Regions from separate parts of the Pan troglodytes genome. Here region 2 is linked to region 1. A link is a contact called in public HiChIP or PLAC-seq data. All regions are on one chromosome and are shown on one strand. Each heading gives the region's core, a stretch centred on a gene start, on an enhancer-like site or on the middle of the called end of the contact. The rest is flanking DNA. Distances are from core to core; before and after follow the strand shown.

What was found. HiChIP or PLAC-seq counts read pairs in DNA pulled down with a chosen protein or histone mark.
Region 2: a contact with region 1 is called in an H3K4me3 HiChIP or PLAC-seq map of stem cell-derived excitatory neurons, with 4 times the contacts expected there. The contact joins the promoter of ZSCAN25 here to the promoter of FAM200A in region 1. A contact is called at or near these places in 1 of 7 Hi-C or Micro-C datasets (stem cell-derived neural progenitor cells) and 1 of 1 datasets of contacts at active chromatin or transcription factors (stem cell-derived excitatory neurons).

The regions. Positions count from the first base shown.
Region 1 is chr6:108,955,142-108,961,069 of NHGRI_mPanTro3-v2.0_pri, forward strand. It overlaps FAM200A (family with sequence similarity 200 member A), which reads right to left and starts at 3,709. Exons shown (of 2, transcript XR_010158622.1): 1 at 3,456-3,709. ZNF655 (zinc finger protein 655) reads left to right here and starts at 3,590. Exons shown (of 5, transcript XR_010158617.1): 1 at 3,590-3,956; 2 at 5,703-5,865.
Region 2 is chr6:109,014,820-109,020,747 of NHGRI_mPanTro3-v2.0_pri, forward strand. ZSCAN25 (zinc finger and SCAN domain containing 25) reads left to right here and starts at 2,984. Exons shown (of 9, transcript XR_008536482.2): 1 at 2,984-3,073; 2 at 4,586-4,712; 3 at 5,109-5,193; 4 at 5,622-5,928.

The DNA.
Region 1 (5,928 bases), core at 2,459-4,958:
CTCCATCAGTTAGTTGTAGGGAACTTCTATAAGGCCATAGGAGTAAGTTTATGGGAGAGGTGGCAGTAGAGCAGAGGTAAGTGACCTGGGAGTTTGGAAACGTGGGTTTTGTTTTGTTTTTTTGCCTTAGAAGGCATGACCTTGCTCCAGAATCTTAGGTATTTGTGCTGTGACTCTTTATGATGGGTTGAATTGTACCTCCACCTCATCCCCAATTAACAGGTTGAAGTTCTAGCCCCTAATACCTCAGAATGTGATCTTATTTGGCAATAGAGGCATTGCAGATGTAATTACTTAAGATGAGGTCATAGTGGATTAGGGTGGGTCCCTCATCTAATGACTGGTATCCTCATAAAAAAGGGAAGTTTAGAGATAGTACACAGGGAGAATGCCAAATGAAGATGAGGGTAAAGACTGGGAAAATGCTTCTTACGACGCCAAGGAATGCAAAATATATCCAGCAAATCCCCAGAAACTAGGAGAGAGGCATGGACAGATTCCTTCTCACAGCCTCAATAGGAACCACACCTTAATTTCTGACTTCTAGCCTCCAGACTGTGAACCAACAGATTTCTGTTGTTTAAGCCACCCGGTTTGTGGTACTTTGTTATAGGAGCCCTAGCACACGAATGCACACTCTTATTGGGGTTTGCCAGCAACTCCATACAGCACCTGTATCCATCAAGGATATTTCTGGAACCACTGAATTTGCAAGTAAGCTTGCACTGTTGCTTGGATTTACTATAGAGTGCTCTCTTGCCCCAATAAAAAGTGGAAGCTGGCCGGGCATGGTGGCTCACGTCTGTAATCCCAGCACTTTGGGAGGCGGAGGTGGGTGGATTGCTTGAGGTCAGGAGTTCAAGATCAGCCTGGCTAACATGGTGAAACCCCTCCACTACTAAAATACAAAAATGCTGGGCGTGGTGGCGGGCGCCTGTAATCCCAGCTACTAGGGAGGCTGAGGCAGGAGAATTGCTTGAATCCAGAAAGCAGAGGTTGCAGTGAGCCGAGATCACGGCACTGTACTCCAGCCTGGGCTACAGAGCAAGACTCCGTGTCAAGAAAAAAAAATAGTAATAAATAAAAAGTGGAAGCTTTTTAGGTCACCTAATACATGTGTTGGAACAGTTTTCTCAGGTGCAGAATATGCTACCTCCCAAATCCAAAGGGGCCCACCAGGACCTGTACTAATTTTTTTGGGATTAGAGGGTGCAAGGTGGAACAACTTTCTTTTACCTTTGGGTGATGTCCCCAAACCACTGGGCCCCACCAAAACTTCATCCGTTTGATAAGTGCCCATATCTTCAGGTTTCTGTACTGCCTTAGTAAGAAGTCTTACTAGGATATCTATGACCCTTGTCACTTGCTACTCACTGGGTACTACTAGCATTTGTCATGAATATATGGACCATCATGATGGTTGGGTAAAGTTCCTGCGGACTACACTGTGACAGAGAACAGGTCTCAGGATCCCACCCTCTCCCTGTATGAGCCACGACTTTGACTCAGGGGACCTGCCGAGTCTGCACAATTGGTCTCCTTTACATTACTGTCACTGTTACAAACAGATCCTCGGCCTAATTTTCAGCTTAGCTAGATGCAGAATTACCTTAGTAATTTATAAAAAATCAGCTATTGTATGTATCTAGATCTATTTCTGGACTTTTTTTTTCTTTAAGAAATTCAACCTCATATTTCTGGACTTTTCTGTTCTGCTCTGTTGATCTATTTGTCTCTATGCTGATACCATACCATCCTGATTACTGTACCTTTAGGAAAAAAATCTTAAAAAAATACAAGTATTCCAATTTTATTCTTTTTCAAAATTGTTTTGGCAATCCTAAATCCTTAGCATTTCTATATAAACTTTAGAATCAGTTTGTTAATTTGCACTAAAAAAAACAAAACAGGCTCGGTGCAGTGGCTCACGCCTGTAATCCCAGCACTTTGGGAGGCCAAGACGGGCGGATCACCTGAGGTCAGGAGTTAGAGACCAGCCTGGCCAACATGGTGAAACCCCATCTCTACTAAAAATACAAAAATTAGCTAGGTGTGGTGGTGCCCACCTGTAATCCCATCTACTCTGGAGGCTGAGGCAGGGAAATTGCTTGAACCTGGGAGCTGGAGGTTGCAGTGAGCTGAGATCACGCCACTGCACTCCAGCCTGGGCGACAGAGCAAGACTCTGTCTCAACAACAACAAAAAGACAAAAAAGAAAAAAGGTAACAATTTTTTGAGTTGTTTCCACCTCTGTCATCTGGCAAACTGTTAAAAGAAAATTTTGCTCAAAAGCAAAATAGCAGCTGCTGTTTCTTAACACTTTGTTATGTTTTGATGAGTACTGGTGGGAAGTGGCCTCTTTAAGTGGGTACCTTTTGTGGTCCTCTCCCTGGAGCCAATTGCCTGAGTCAGCTAAAACTTGGACGCGATGTGCCTCACTGCCATAGCTCACTCACCTTTGCTGCTGAAATGGTTTCCCATCACATTGCTAATAGGTACAACCTGTGAAGGGTTCTAGGTGGGGAAATGGCAACTCAGGAAGAACTCCAAACCTTTAGCTCTCCTAGGATATTAAATGGCCGTTATGAAGAGGAAGAAGTACTGTGTCATCTATTGTCCTGGGGACCTGTCAACAGGAACAATAGATAGACATCACCAGGGGTGTATTTCTGTTCAACACAAGGAAAAGTTTCTAATTGGAGCTGTCCAGCATGAAATGGACTAAGCAGTGCATTTTCTTTCTCCGATCCTGACTCCACTGTGACGGGCACTGCAGACTAGAGAGATTGTGTCCTAGTATGAATTTAGGTTGGATCAATGGTACTTAGGGATAAAGAGAGGAAAGGAATATCAGAATCTCCAAGAAGCTGACACATTTTGAAAAAATATATAAAATGCCACACTTCAGGTTTTCTTGTGTTTAATTTGAAACGTCCAGTAACATTAAAGAACAGCATTTGATTTGCTTAAACAAAGTAGTAACAGCTGAAGTTCCTTCCAAATCACTTTTCTGATTCTCTAAGAGGCTTGCCTATGCCTTGCAGATCTAGCTTCACCTACAAGACATATTCTGTAAGGATCCAGGTTCAGCAAGGTGTCAGAATGTCCTAAGGGTTTCTGTCCCGGCGCTCTGCCTGTCCCGCTTGTGCACCATGCTTTTGCCTATCCCTGTTTCTGCATAGATTTTAGTCTTCCCACCAGGGACGCAACTGTCAGTTTCCTCCGTCTCTCTCGGTTCCATTCCAATCTGCTCATCTCCCCTCCCGTCCCCGCTTTCTCCAAGGACCTACTGAGATTTCGATCCCACAACTTAGTGGGTCCCATCTCACCCAGGCCCCGCAATCCTCGCCTTCTACTTGTCAGCGTTGTACTACACTCTGAGCAGGCACCCCTGTGCTACTCACGGAAGCGGGGCCATTAGGTCGGCCATTCCTCCTCACCCCAACGACACGCACCCACTGGGTCGGGCCGCCTCCTTGCAGGGAGTCTCAAGGATGGGCTGGCGTCAGGGAGGGGCCCCGGGGGCGCTTTCCCAACACTGGTCGTAGTCATTGTTGGTATAACGGCTAGAGACGCCCAGTGAGTTAGCATGGAGGGCAGTGGGACCGGAAAAAGACGTGGAAAAGCTGCGAAAACGAGCCTTCGAATCATGGACGCGCGGGCCCAGCTCCTCCTCCGAGTTCCTCATCCGAGTTCCTCATCCGGGGCCGTCACTCACATCCGGGGCCCTCACTCACATCCGGGACCCTCATCCGGGGCTCTCACCCACATCCGGGACCCTCATGCCTGGGCGGAGGAGGGGGGGCCCTCATTCGGGACCCTGCACTCCGTCGCCGGAAGTGCCACCGAGAAGCGCCGGCCTCGGGGCTGTCTACAGCGGCCCGGGAGAGGCTGTGGTGGCCCCGAGCGCGAGTGTGTAGGTGACAGGACAGCGGCCAGGCCCGCCCCTCCCCTCGGTGAGTACCCGGAAGCCGTTCTGGGGTCGCAGCGGGGTGGCAGCTTGTTTTGCCTTCACGGGAGTAGAAGGAGGCGGCGTCCGGCCGCGGCCGACGGTAGTTCGCTTCCCCGAGAGTGCGCGGAGGCCCGGGTGCGAGGAGGGCCTGTTTCTCTTCAGCCCTGGTTCATTCACCTCGCGGACCGAGGGCCCCGCCGTCAGGAGCCGGCGACCGTGCCCTGGTGCGAGCTGGTCTGTATGTCCCCACTGGTCCTTTTGGGACTTTGCCTTGGCCTAAAAGGGAAGTGGGAGGAGGGCAGCGCCGGGCAAGGCCTTCTGAGGACCGAGCTGGGAGCCGGGCAGGGGCCCAGGGCGAGGGTGGTGGGAGGGGGACGGTACCCTCATGCGTCCTTGGGCCTGAAGGACGCCGCTCAAACCTGTTCGAACCGCAGCTCTTACCTGCGTTGCTCTCAGGATTCCGGGAAAAGGCCGGTCTAGCTGGTCTGAGTTAGCGAAGGGCCTGACCCCAAAAGTGGAGTTTTATTCGCCAAGCCCGTGTTGTAAATCGGAGTGGGCTGACGGTGTTACCAAGATATTCCTAGGGGGCCTGCTGTTTTATTTATTTAAATGAGTTTATTTACGTAAACGCGGGCCTGTCACGGTGGTTCACGCCGTAATCCCCGCACTTTGGGAGGCCGAAGTGGGAGGATCGCTTGAGGCCAGGCGTTCGAGTCCAGCCTGGGCAACATAGCGAGACTCCCATCTCTGCTAAAACAAAATTAAAATAAAATGAGCAATCATAACTAGCATGTTTCTCTGGGCACCAACTTGAGCCTCCAAAGACGATTGTAAATTTTAAATATTTTGTTTTGTTTATTTGAGGTGGGCTGTCACGCTGTCATACAGGCTGGAGTGCAGTGGCGCAGTCATAGCTCACTGCAGCCTCTACCTCCCAAGCTCAAGCGATTCTCCTGCCTTGGCCTTTGGAGTAGCTGGAACTACAGGCCTGGGCCACCTAATTATTATTATTATTATTATTATTTTTGTAGGGACGGGGTTTCACCATGTTGTCCAGGACGGTCTGGAACTCCTGAGCTTAAGGGATCCACCCGTCTGTGCCTCCCAAACTGTTGGGATTACAGGCTTGAGCCACCGCACGTGGCCAATTTTAAATATTTTAAAGTTTCCACAGAAAGCTTTACACTATTAAATTGTACCGTGTTAATTTTTTTAATGCCACAAATTCCAAATTAGAGACTCTTCTATGATTTGGTTCTTAAGTATTTAAAGCTGAAGCATATCCATATTTCTTTTTCTTTTTTTTCTTTTTTCTTTTTTTTTGGGACGGAGTCTCACTGTGTTGCCCAGGTTGGAGTGCAGTGGCGCGATCTTGGCTCACTGCCACGTATGCCTTCTGGATTCAAGCAATTCTCCTGCCTCAGCCTCCCGAATAGCTGGGATTACAGACCCGCACCACCACGCTGGCTAATTTTTGTATTTTTAGTAGAGAAGAAGTTGCACCATGTTGGTCAGGCTGGTCTTGAACTCCTGACCTCAAGTGATCTTCCCGCCTCAGCCTCCCAAAGTGCTGGGATTACAGGCCACTGCGCTTGGCCCCATTTTTCTGTTACTTATTTAGGGTGGTTAATCATTATCAACTAATTTTTATTGAATATCCATAGTGTGTAAGATCCTTTGTAAAGTCCTGACGATATAAAATGAAATGCTTTAACTTATTACAGTAATTTCTCTTAATCTTACCTTGCAGTGATGGTCATTGTCCTCCAGAGCAGTGATGGAGGAAATACCAGCCCAGGAAGCAGCAGGGTCACCAAGGGTCCAGTTTCAGTCTTTGGAGACCCAGTCTGAGTGTCTGTCCCCAGAGCCTCAGTTTGTGCAGGACACCGACATGGAACAGGGACTCACTGGGGGTAAGGCAGAGAAAGCACTTCCGTCTGGGAGAGTGGGAGTGTGGAGGGGCTCCCGAGGGGGCT
Region 2 (5,928 bases), core at 1,734-4,233, 59 kb after region 1:
TCATATACATTTGATGGGAATGTAAATTGGCATGAACTTTCTGGAAAGCATTTTATAATAGCATATGCATTAATAGGTTTAAAAATATTCATACCTGGTGGCCCAGGAGTTGAATTTTAGGAATTTATTCTAAGGAAATAACCAGGGGTGAGGTCAAGTATTTATACAAAGGAATGCTTGTTCCAGGTTATTTATAATAGCAAAAATAAAAGAGTATATTCTAGATTATTTCCCCCATGTTGAAATAATTTTTAAAAGTATAGTGTATTCAGAGGACAGAATATTATACAGGCAGTAAAAATGTAATTTTAAGTGTCCTATTTGGAAGAAATAAAAACATATAAATAAAGAAGCCTGGAGACATCCTACATCTGATAACATGGCAGACTAAATAGTTGGGCTGATTCGTCTGCCAAAAACAACAGAAATGATAAAATAAATAATAAAATCTAAAGATATCAGGTAACAAAATAGTAATGAATTATAAGATAACATCAAAGTAAAGAATAATACCTAGAGAAATCATCTTGCAGAGATTTGATTTTTTAAAACTATGCCTAAAGTTTACTCAAGGAAGAGCATCTGATAAGAGAGCTTTCCCCCCATAAACCAAGGACTGCAAAAGTGTGGATTATCAGAAGAGATCCGGTACATTCAGGGTGGTATGGCCGTAGACAAGGGCTGGGTTATCAATGTAAGGGTGAGAGATAAGTCACCTATCCCGTACCCCTACCACCAGGAGCCAGCAAGGCAATTTGTCTTAGTGCCACGCTGGACAACCACAAAACCACAAAGATTTGTGGTTGAGAAGTTGCAACCACAAATCACCCCTCAATATTTGCAGCCCAAATTCATATTACTATTATAGCATGGTTCAAAAATCCTCAAATTATAAATTTGGTTTACAATGACCTTGGACTGGTGATGCTGACAAGAAAAAAATTTACATGGAAGAAAAACAATATCAACCCTCTCTAGATAAATTCACTTTATCCTGGAACTCAAAGAAATTTCACAAAAATGTTTCCAAGGAAAATGAGCAGCCTGTCACACAAGGAAAGAAGGTACCGTGGTATGTTCGAGGAAGATATGTTTGAGGAATGCCCCCAATTAATGTCCTGGGGACATTATTTAATGCTCTAGGGACATTATATAATGTCCCCAGAACTCATAAATCAATAAGAAAGAGATAAACAGCTTAATAGAAACACAAAGAAAAGTCAGTTCACAGAAAAGGGAAGGCAAGAAGTTAATGAAAGTAGGAATAATGACTGACCTCACTTATAATGAAGAACATGCAAATTAAAAAATGAGGTAACATTTACTTCACCTGTCAATTGGCAAAAATTAAAGCTGGATAATGGCAGAGATGATGAGATATGGGAAATGGATGCTGTTAGGTACTGCTGGTGGAAGTGGCACCATCAAAAACAGTGGAAATAGCAGATCACAGAAAGATATCTGAGGGGACTTCAGATCTCAGAATTATCAGGCTCAACTATATTTACTATGTATAAAAAGCTTAAACATATCGGTAAATTCTTTTAAAAGATCAATCTAGAATATTTGGAAAAAATCAAATAGAAATTCTAGAAATGGAAAAAATATATTAATTAAAACAAAAATATGGGTGGCCAAGTGGGGAGGATTGCTCGAGCCCAGGAGTTTAAGACTAGCCTGGGCAACATAGTGAGACCCTGTCCTTACAAAACATTTTTTAAAGATTAGCTGGGTGTGGTGGCTCATGCCTGTAGTCCCAGCTATTTGGGAAGCTGAGGTGGATTGCTTGAACCCAGGAGTTGGAAGCTGTAGTGAGCTATGATAGCACCGCTGTACTCCAGCCTAGGTGACACAGCAAGACCTCGTCTCTTAAAAAACAAACAAAACAAAACAAAAAAACAACAACTGTGGATTTTGTAGCACATTAGAAACAGCTGAAAAGTGGATTATTAATAAAAAGGTGAAGACATAAACCCAAGTCAAATATGGGCAGACAAGAAAAATATGAAAGTGGGACAGAGACATGGAGGATAAAGTGAGATGGTCTAACACCTATGTTATATTCTAGGAGTTCATTTACTCTATAAGTGTATATTTTTAGCAAATATTGTACCAGACACTTTGCAAAGTGCTGGAGAAGAGTAAGACAAGAGGGTTTCCTGTTTCCTGAGTGGATTCTGGAGTAACACTGGGCCACCCAGTTGAGACAGACTGCCTTCAGGCTGGACGCGGTGGCTTGCGCCTGCAATCCCAGCACTTTGGGAGGCCAAGGGGGGAAGATCGCTTGAGTCCAGAAGTTGGAGACCAGATTGGGCAACATAGAGAGACCCCCCTCTCTGCAAAAAATTGAAAAAAAGTCCCAGCTACCCAGGAGACTGAGGTGGGAGGATTGCTTGAACTCAGGGCTTCGAGGTTGCAGTGAGCTATGATCTCACCACTGCGCTCCATCCTGGGAGACAGAACGAGACTTCTCTCTCTCTTTCTCAAAAAACAAAAACAAACAAACAAACCCCCCCCACAAAAAACAGCTCCGATGCTGGCTCCTCCAGGAAGCCTTCCCTGACTACACATACACACACGCACGCACACTACCCGGGGTCAGGAGCCTCTTAAGTGAGCCGGTTAGATCCAGTGCGCCCCCTATCTCCTCTGCCCCTACGCCTCGCGCAAGGCCCTCGCGGCCGGAATAGTCGCGCATTGACCGACTGGACTCTAAAGCCCCTTGGGGCAGGTGCTGTGTCCAGTAGTGTATCTGGCGATGCACCGAGTCCTTTCCACGGAGGGCAAGCAGGTGAAATGGCACGGAAGTGGAAGGGGCCTAGCCACAGAGCGCCTCGAGCTGGGCAGTCAATCCTGGGGAAGCCCTGGTCGTCTTCGCCTCGCCGGGTTCGGAACAGCAGGCTGGGATCAGCAACCATCGAGACGCATCCGCCGAGACCTCCGAGCATCCTAGAGAGGACACGGAAGCGAGTCTTTCCTTACGCACCTGTCTGACAGCGTCCGCAGCTCACTTCCGGACCGCGGAGAGCACTGGCGACCCTAGCGGGTGAGAGGCCCTTCAGGGCCGCGGCGGGTGAGAGTCTCTTCAGGGCCGCAGCGGGTGGCGGGCGAAGTGGTAAACGGGCGCGGGGACGGGTTTTGGTGCCGCTACGGGGCTCGGCGGCAGCGGGGTTGCAGTAGAGCCCGTCTCCCTCCGCTCAGCCCCGGGTGAGGGCGGCAAGTCTCTCAGGAGCTGCCTTCAGCGGCCCCGAGGCCCTGCGGGTCTGGATGCTGAGGGGCCGCCGCGCTGTAGGCTCAGGTAGGAGCGAGGCTGATCCCGCTCTGCCAGGCTTGGCTTAGTGCAGGGCTGGCCACGAACCCGAAGAGATCTTGAACCAAAGCAGAACTCTGTGCAAAGTGAAAGTAATCACATAGGACACTCATTTAAAGAATAGTGATGAGCCAGCCTGGTCAACATAGCGAAACCCTGTCTCTACAAAAATTGAAAAGTAGCCGGGCGTGGTGGTACGCGCCTGAGGTCCCAGCTACTCGGGAGGCTGAGGCAGGAGGATCGCCTGAGCCCAGGAGTTCAAGGTTGCACTGACTTACATTCATGCCACTGCACTCCAGCCTGGGCAACATGGGGAGACCCTGTCTCTACAAAAATAAATAATTAGCTGGTCATGGTGGCACTCGCCAGTAGTCCCAGCTACTCGGGAGGCTGAGGTGGGAGGATCGCTTGATCCTAGGAGGCAAAGGCTGCAGTGATCGCACCACTGGTCTCCAGCTGGGGTGATAAAACCCTGAGATCCTGTCTCAGAAACAAAACAAAAGAGTCACAATGGGTGGGGGGAGATAAAGAATAGCAATGGGGCAATTTCTATTTGTCAAATGGCAGAGATAAAAGATGAATGAGGATCTTTCTTGCCTCCAGGGAATCTGTTAGAGGGAGACACATGGGTAAACATTTGCACTGTAGTGCATTAAATGCACTAGTGGAGTGAACCAATGCAATAGCTAGAAAAGAATGAAAGAGAAATCTCAATGTTGCAGAGTCAATGAATAGACTGAAAATATAAACTTGGTTTAAGTGGGGGTAGATAAATACAGAAACTCACAATAGAATATTTAGCAGAAGCTTTGGGGTGTGCCTCCTGCTAGCTGCCCATTCTCTGCTCCAGTCAGGTGATCTTTCCGTTTTCTGACAAGCATGATCTCCTTCCCCTGGTGCTTTGGACTTCCAAGTCTGTCTTCCCAGTCTAGGTCTTCCGCATAATCCACTTGGAGGTAAATAGGACTCATTCTCCAGTCTACTTCAAGCCTCTTCTTTTCCTTGAGTACTTGGACTTAGATTAGTTTTCTCTCTTTTTGACTTCACATTTTTTTTTTTCAATCTGTACCATGTATTTTGGGAGGCAGTTATCATCCAGTCTCTTTTTTTTTCCTTCTGAGAAGTAGGAGGAGTAGCACTCATCCTACAGAAGTGTTTTAAGTATTAAATGAAATATGTGTTCACATGCTTTCTAAAGAGTAAAGCCTGTACAAGTTAGAAATCTTTAGGTCATTTGTCATAATGGTATATATGTTGCTCCATTGTCTTTTTCAGGTTGAGCGCACCATCACGTCTAAGCCATCAGCAAGTTTGTTGGTTTTAATCTCCAAAATACGTCTTGATTTTGTCTGACTCTTTGCCACCACCCTGATCTAAGCCCTTATCATCTGCTTGAATCACTGTAAGTGCCATTTCTCTCTTGCCACCTCTAGCCTATTCCCTGTCAACACACAGGCAGAATGACTTTTATAAAACATGTAGTTCCTCGCTAAAGTAAGAAATAAGAATAAAGTTCATAATTCTTTCTGTGGCGCAGGCTCTGGGTGATCTGGTTTCTCTCTGCCTCTGCCACCTCTTCTGGTGCAGCTCTGCTCGTCACTGCTGAAGCCACACTGGGATATGGCTTGTTCTTGGACACCCAGAGTAATTTCTTAGCCTCAGGGCTTTTGCCTGGAATGCTCTTAGAATGACTGACTCATTCTCATCCTTGAGTCAGCCTGGTATCATGTCTTTAGAAAAGCCTTCTTCAAGTCAGTTGCCCCCTGTTAACAGAGCACCCTACTTATTTTCTTTCTAGAACTTGTCTCCACTTGCAGTTTTTAAAAGAGTTGCTTCCATTTGACTTTTTCTGTCTGCTGTACCAGCATATGAGTTTCAGGAGGGTAAGCTCCCAGTGTGTCTTGTTCTCTATTTTGTTTGTTGTTTCTGCCTGCCTCTTGTGTGTGTATATGTGTGTGTTTGTGTGTTGCATGTATGTTTCCTTTAGTATTGGAAGAGTAGGCCCTGGTGACTCACCCAGTTATAACCCATTATATATTATTCTCTGATTGTAGTGTTATTCTCCAGTGAGATCCTAAGTTATTTGTGGGTATAAAAGCAAAATCTTAGACATTTTCTGTTTAGTCTCTGTACCTAATAGTTGCTTAGCAAATGATTACTATGTTGAATTGACCTGACTTTTGGGATCTGTGTTCAGTCTTTTGAAAATGCCTTGTAAAAGGTAATTACTGTGTTCTCCAGTGGAATATTCCTTGATGTAGAGACAGAACTGGGATGGGCTGACCTTTCACGTGTCTCTTGTTCTCAAAAGGGTCACTGATGCAGTCATTCTCAGTCTCCTCGGAGGGAGTGTGAAGATGCTTAAAGAGCATCCAGAGATGGCGGAAGCTCCTCAGCAGCAGTTGGGTATTCCTGTGGTGAAACTGGAGAAAGAGTTGCCATGGGGCAGAGGAAGGGAGGACCCTAGTCCAGAGACTTTTCGGCTGAGGTTTCGGCAGTTCCGCTACCAGGAGGCAGCTGGACCCCAGGAAGCTCTTAGGGAGCTCCAGGAACTCTGTCGTCGGTGGCTGAGGCCCGAGTTGCACACCAAGGAGCAGATCCTGGAGCTGCTGGTGCTG